Linked DNA regions of Mus musculus: region 1 is linked to region 2. A link is a contact called in public ChIA-PET data. All regions are on one chromosome and are shown on one strand. The core of a region is the stretch at or near the end of the contact, and the rest is flanking DNA. Distances in the headings are between cores, read along the strand shown. Region 1 has its middle 23 kb from the start of 4930478L05Rik. Region 2 has its middle 24 kb from the start of Gm31613.

Region 1 (3,372 bases), core at 164-2,663, 340 kb before region 2:
ACAGGGCCCCCAATGGAGGAGCTAGAGAAAGTAACCAAGGAGCTGAAGGGGTCTGCAACCCTATAGGTGGAACAACAATATGAACTAACCAGTACCCCCAGAGCTTGTGTCTCTAGCTGCATATGTAGCACATGATGGCCTAGTCGGAAAGAGAGGCCCCTAGGTCTTGCAATCTTTATATGCCCCAGTACAGGGGAACACCAGGGTCAAGAAGTGGGAGTGGATGGGTAGGAGAGCGGGACAGGGGGAGGGTATAGGGAACTTTTGGGATAGCATTTGAAATGTAAATAAAGAAAATATCTAATAAAAAAATTAAAAAAAAAAGACTTGCCTTGGTCATAGTGTCTGTTCACAGCAGTAAAACCCTAACTAAAATACTCTGTATCCAGTTAGCTGCTTCAACAATTTGAATTTGACTGTTTTGTTTTGTTTGGGGGGGGGGGCTTGTTTTCTTTTGTTTTTCCCCAAGTTGAGCTACTAAGAATAAAACTTTAGAGGGCTGGAGAGATGGCTCTGGTTAAGAGCCCTGACTGTTCTCCCAGAGGACACAGGTTCAAGTCCCAGAGTCCCCAGGGCTGCTAATAACTGAACCTGCAGTTCCCAGCGGATCCAGTACCTTCTTTTGTCCTCCATGGGGGTCAGACACACAGGTGGTGTGCAGATATCTAAGCAAGCAAAATATTCATATACACCAAATAAAAATTTGTAAAAATGAATAAAACACACCTATATTTCAGTTGGCTTTTTAAAAAACATTTGAAATAAGGAAAGAGTGTATTAGTCAAAAATCCTTGTGGTTAGCATAATGAATCAATATTAAATTAGCCTTTTCTCATTCATGATTGAATTTTTATTAGGAGTGAAGAGGTGGCTCGTGGCTAAGAGCACTTGCAAGAGGACCATCTCACTGTCTGTGGTGTGCAATGGAGGCCAGGGGACAGCTTTGTGACGTCAGTTCACCTGCCTCTACCCACTGAGCCATCCCACCTGTCCTTCATCAGTGACTTTTAAAGTCATTTTATGATGCTTATATGGTGATAATTTAAAACTAAGAAAAACAGACAGTTGTGGAAAAGGTCAGAAGTAGATTACACCATAAGTAATATCAAAGAATTGAAACACTGAATGTGTTGCGAAAATGTGAATCACCCTGGGAAGTCTCAGAAATCTAACCCTAAACCCTGTTTAGAGGTGCATGCCTGTGGTCTAACACTCAGGAGGCTAAAGGCTCAGGAACTCAAGGTCACCCTTGGGCTTTCTAACAAGTTGGGAGCCAGACGGCTACATAAGACTGTCTGAAAAATAAATCCTTTAATAATACCTAATATTCTTGAGTGATAGCACTACATCAGGAAAGGAAAGAGATGAAGAGTGGAGTTTGTAAAAGTTGCCAGGAAGTGTACCAGACCACAAGCGAAGTTTTACTGTTTAGCCACACTTAAAAGAAATTCGTCGTGACTTCTCTCAGCCTCAGCTCACTAAGAAGCTCTGTTCTTACTCGGTTGTCCGAACTGCCTCGTTTCAAACTAGCTCTGAAATTGTTCTCCCTTATTTCTTCAGTGACCTGTTAGAACCTAGATGTCTTTACAGGTGTCTTGGAGCCTGGCAAGGACTTCTAAACATAGTGAATAAAAACAAAAACAAAAAACAAAAAACAAACAAACAAAAAAAAAAACCAAGAGGGACCCTGAGGGCAGAGCAACGCCCTTTTTATGTAAATGATACTCTAAATAAGAAGGTGTTCAAAGACTACATGTTTACAGTCTGATCTAAATGCTATCTGAGGTTTTTGCCAGCTTGAAGTTTCAGTTTTATATCACTAAAATTTTGTGGATGTGCTATTTGGGGGATGTGGCATAGGGTACCAAGTTTATCTCTAGATACTTGCTATCCTGACTGCTTTGCATCTGGGTTTTCCCAGCCGCAGCTTTTGAAGCCGTGCTACTGCCTAAGGGGATTCCCATGCCGAGAGAGCATCAGTGTTGCCCGTAGGAACATCCATTATCCTTAGGCATAGAATGAGACATAAGCCACTGGCCTCCCGTATTGCTTGCTATAAATCTGACTGGACATAGCACTTCGTTACTTTTGGCTTGCTTCATTTCCCAGCATTCTACGTGATCTTACAAAACTTAAACTCTTCCCACCTTAATGCAATTAGTAAGACTAATTCTTCAGCCTGCAACAGAAGCTGTGTGACACCTGCCTCTGGTCCAGTCCCCTCCTTAGAAATCTTATGGAATTGTTTTCTAAGAGTAAACTGCTAAGGACCATTGGATTTGTGTAAACTGTGGCTCAGGACTACATGGCTACTTGTTGAGTCAAGTAAAAGTGACAGGAATTTCTAAAGAAGTTAAATCTCCTGGTAGTGTGCATGCCACTTTGACCACTAAAGACGTTCTTGGTTACCAGGAGGGGGGCGTTCGAGACCTGCCACTGTCTTAATTAGGCTTGCTGTTTCCGTGATAAGACAGTATGACCAAAAGCAACTTGGGGAGGACTGGGTTTATCTTATCTTATACTTTAGCTTACATTTTATTGCTTATGGAAGGCAGGGACCTGGGGGCAGGAACTGATACAGAGGACATGGAAGAGGGCTGCTTACTCTCTTGCTCAGTCTGCCTTCTTATAAGACCCAGGACCACCATCCTAGGGATGGCACCACCACAGTGGTCTGGGCTGTCCCTCATCCATCACTAACTTTACGAATACACTACAAGCCAATCTTATAGAGGCATTTTCTCAACTGGGATTCCCTCTTACCACATGACTAGCTTGTGTCAAGATGACCCAAACCACCACATCCATTCATAACTAAACGCATTCAGCATCTATGTACTGAGTTCATGAAAGGGTTGGTCCAAGAAAACCAGTAATGGTCACGGCGAGACAGGCCTGTATTCTTCTTGGTAGTACTAAATGACTACCATCATCGTTAAATGATCAGCAAGTATCACAGTACATCGAGCATCTGTGGAATGGATGAATACGTGAAAAACTTCAGAGGCAGAACCAGGATTGAATGTCTCCTAAGAGTGTGTAAGTAGGTATTCCACAAAATGCCCGAGCCACTCTTCCAGTGACTCAGTAATACAGGTATTAGCTGCATTTCCTGTTGCAGTGATAGACTACCCTTCTTTTAAAAAACAACTCAAGGAAGGAAGGGTTTATTGCACCTCACAGTTTGGGAGGATACAGTCTTCTGTGGTAAGGAAATCATGGAGGCAGGGGGTTAAGGAATCTGGTCACACTGCACCAAGCGTCAAGAAGCAGGGGATGATGAACTTCTATACATGGCTACCTCTCTCCTTTCATCAAAGAATGAGGTCCTGATGCTGGAGCTGTAGGGCAGTGGCAAAATACTTGCTTAGC
Region 2 (3,215 bases), core at 348-2,847:
CCTTTCGTGTTTGTGAGCTTATAACTTAAAATAATTTTTCTTACTGAAATTAGTTCCAGGCAAGTACAAAAAGAAACGTGTTTCATTTTATCTGCCGCAAATATTTGCCCTTCTTACTAAAGATTAACTTTCTCTGAGTAAGGAAGTAACGGCCATGTGATCATTTGGTGGAGGCTCGAAGCCCGCACTAAAACGCCTTATGCTAGAAAAGAAAAAGAGAAGTTATGAAAAAGATTAAGTGAGGCACAATTTTGTTGGTTGGTGATTCTTTTCATTTTTATCTTTTGAGCTTTTTGCACAGTCAGGGGCCAAACTCAGAGTCTCACACCTGAATTTTTAAAGCTAAAGTTTTAAACTGATTTATTTTTTTCCCCCTCCTTGAATGGCTTTTCCTCCATATTCAGCTGTTTTGGGGTTGACATTGATGCTGGGCTCAGCACTTTGGAAGCAGAAAGATTCTGGATTTGAGGCTAGCGTAGAGTTGATATTGATACCCTGGAGGAAAAGGAAGTAAAGCAGACAGGGGTAGAAGGCTCCTCTGTTTCCACAGATAGAAACAGCCTCCTCATTTATAATTTTCCTAATCAACTATCTACTATCTATCTATTATATCTCTCTCCATCCATCCATCCATCCATCCATCCATCCATCCATCCATCTACCCATCCATCATCTACGCATTTCTTTCTTACATTTTTTTAATTTATTGATTGATTTACTTCTGCATGGGTGTTTGTGTGTCAATGAGCAAGCTGGCTAGCTAGGTAGATTACTTCAGTCACCAAACTCTGGGCTCAAGTGAGAAACTCTGCCTCCTTATAGAAGGTGGAAAACAATCAAGGAAGACGCTGGCCATCAACTTCTGGCCTCCATGTGTGCATCTGTACACGCACCTGTGTGTGCTCGTGTGCATGGGGTGTGGGGTGTGGGGTGTGGGGTGTGGGGTGTGAGTCTCTCTTCCTGTCATGTGTCCCCGGATTGAATTCAGATCAGGCTTCGTGATAAGTACCAGCTGAAGGTACTCGCTCTCTCGCTCTGTCTCTCTCTCAACGTCTGTCTGTCTCAACACTACTTTAATTTGCCACTGAGTGTTCTTAAAATTACTACAAAAACCGGAAGCCTGATTTGGCATAGGGTTCTCAGTTTTGGAAGAGAAAAAAGAAAAATCTAACAGAATTTTAGGTAACTGCGAAATTTCATGAGAATATAATCCTTATTAGTAGCATTAAACTCAGCCCGCAAGTAACAGATTACTGTGTTTTCACAGCCCACTTTGTGTTGATCGTCTTTACGTTCCTTTCCGCCCCGCCCCACCCTTCTATTCCCAGTAGCCCCCTCAGAATGCTGCATTAACTTTCAACCTTCATTTTTTGTCTTTGAGCAAAAGGCGATCACGTCAATTTCCAAATGGCTTAGTAGTTTCATAGGCGTTATTTTGGGAGCTCAGTGGGCAACGTGGCTTTTTTTTGAGAGAGAACAGCGACATCTCTTGGCCGTCACGGGTACTGCGCGTTCAGGGGAGGTTGCAAATTGCACCTCATTGGGTTCTCCGAAGACATACATCTGTGAGGCGAAGTTTTCAGTGGTTGTTGTGGTCGAAAGCAGAGCCCACACGAAAACATCCGAGAGTCAGGAAATGATGACAGCGGTGCTAATCTCATTCTGATGTTTGACAGGTGCCTGACTGGTACTGTGATGGTTTTTAAACGATCAACTGTTCTTTGACAATCTTTCCTTTAGAAATAGAGTCTAACCATTTCCTTGGGTGTGGGCTTAACCAACTGACCAGCACTTTAGGAATGTAATCTGACAGAAGTGTTGGGGAGTGGGGGTGGGGCCGCTACTTTCAAGGGTAAGTCCTAGAAAGCCATAGAGCCATTTTCTTTCATCTCTGGGAGCTGTTACAACTAAGGACCTGCAAGTCCTTTTCTAGAGAAGTCCACGTGGTGAGAAAGTGATCCAATCTAACCATACATCAAGTAGGGAGCTGAGGCACCATGGGACTGAGTTATCTTTCGAAGCCTGCCTCAGTCTCCGGGAAATCTTATCTATGTCCTCAGTCAATCGTAACTGTACCCACATCAGAGATCCAAGCTATTCAGCTGAAATCCTTCCAGATCCCATACAAACACTGTCATATAATACAATTTGTAAGTAGAATTAACAGAGCCAGTAAGATATAATGAAAGATAAATTATTTCCCCATTTATGTATATAAAGAGGTATTGGATGGTCTGAACTTAAATACACTTTACATTATTCAAAGTAAGAGTTCTTAGCAAATAGAACTTTGGGTGCTTGGGAATCAAGCAGGACTATGGTGTGAGAGTCCAAGACAGTGCGCTGTGTAATAAGTGTGTCCTGTACAAAGTTTGGGAACCATATGTAAGCATACTAAACATGGCTTTACTTTAAAAGCTTTTAGGCATATAGAATGACTGTTTTGGATTTGAAAAATTTATTACTTTTAATACTTGACACATGCATTTCTCATGTCAGTGGGAATATGAAAACAGAAAAAAAGTTCCATTCAGAATTAAAATTTCCAAGAAAGTGATTATTTGAGTATAAATAGGTGAGTATTAATTAAACAGGAAGGGAGTTTTTTTCCCCTTATTGATTTAAGATACATGAGGGCTAATATAAAAAATGAGAACATGTTAATTTGCCTACACAAAGAGTGGAAAGGACAGGTTATAGGTGTTCTAAGTCACTCTGTATGTGCGGTGCCGTTAACTACAGCAGGCTGTTTATTGAAAATAGAAGACGCAAAGCACCCCCTGGTGGCCGTTGTTGAAGTAACCGTCCAACTGCAAGAGAAGGCTTATAAACTTTTTTGAGACAGTATTTAAATGGGATCTGTCATTCTTTAAGTAAACTTACCGATGGCTCTGGATTTGTAGTTTGCTGGACACAATAACTCAGTGTTTTCTAAAAGCTAATTCAGCAACATTGGATAGTCTTGTTTTATAGAAGAAAAACCCTTTTCAGGTCAAGGCATTAGGGAAACACAATGTGTGGAGTTTTTTTTTTTTTTTTTTTTTTTTTTTTTTTTTTTTTTTTTTTCAAAGCAGGTCACATAAGAATGACGCAAGAAATAACTGAATCGCAGCACAAGGGACCCTTCATGTTATAAATCGAAGTACAGCGTCTTCCAAAACAAAACAATAAAACAAAACAAAAGAAAACAAAACACTTTGTGCTTTAATCCAAGA

What was found. ChIA-PET counts read pairs in DNA pulled down with a chosen protein or histone mark.
Region 1: a contact with region 2 is called in an RNA polymerase II ChIA-PET map of memory CD8 T cells, with 166 read pairs. The contact joins two enhancer-like sites. A contact is called at or near these places in 1 of 15 datasets of contacts at CTCF or cohesin (CD8 T cells), 8 of 484 Hi-C or Micro-C datasets (CD4 T cells, CD8 T cells, Th2 cells and 3 more) and 4 of 115 datasets of contacts at active chromatin or transcription factors (CD8 T cells, effector CD8 T cells, large pre-B cells and 1 more).

The regions. Positions count from the first base shown.
Region 1 is chr16:78,536,037-78,539,408 of GRCm38.p6, reverse strand. No RefSeq gene overlaps it. Among named protein-coding and RNA genes, the nearest start is that of 4930478L05Rik, 23 kb to the left of the region's middle. Within about 2 kb of position 1,413, at least 33 of the 459 cell types and tissues checked have an H3K27ac peak or open chromatin away from gene starts, as enhancers often do. A contact at or near this core is called in CD8 T cells, Th2 cells, effector CD8 T cells and 1 more, where this site is marked.
Region 2 is chr16:78,197,238-78,200,452 of GRCm38.p6, reverse strand. No RefSeq gene overlaps it. Among named protein-coding and RNA genes, the nearest start is that of Gm31613, 24 kb to the left of the region's middle. Within about 2 kb of position 1,597, at least 56 of the 459 cell types and tissues checked have an H3K27ac peak or open chromatin away from gene starts, as enhancers often do. A contact at or near this core is called in CD8 T cells, Th2 cells, effector CD8 T cells and 1 more, where this site is marked.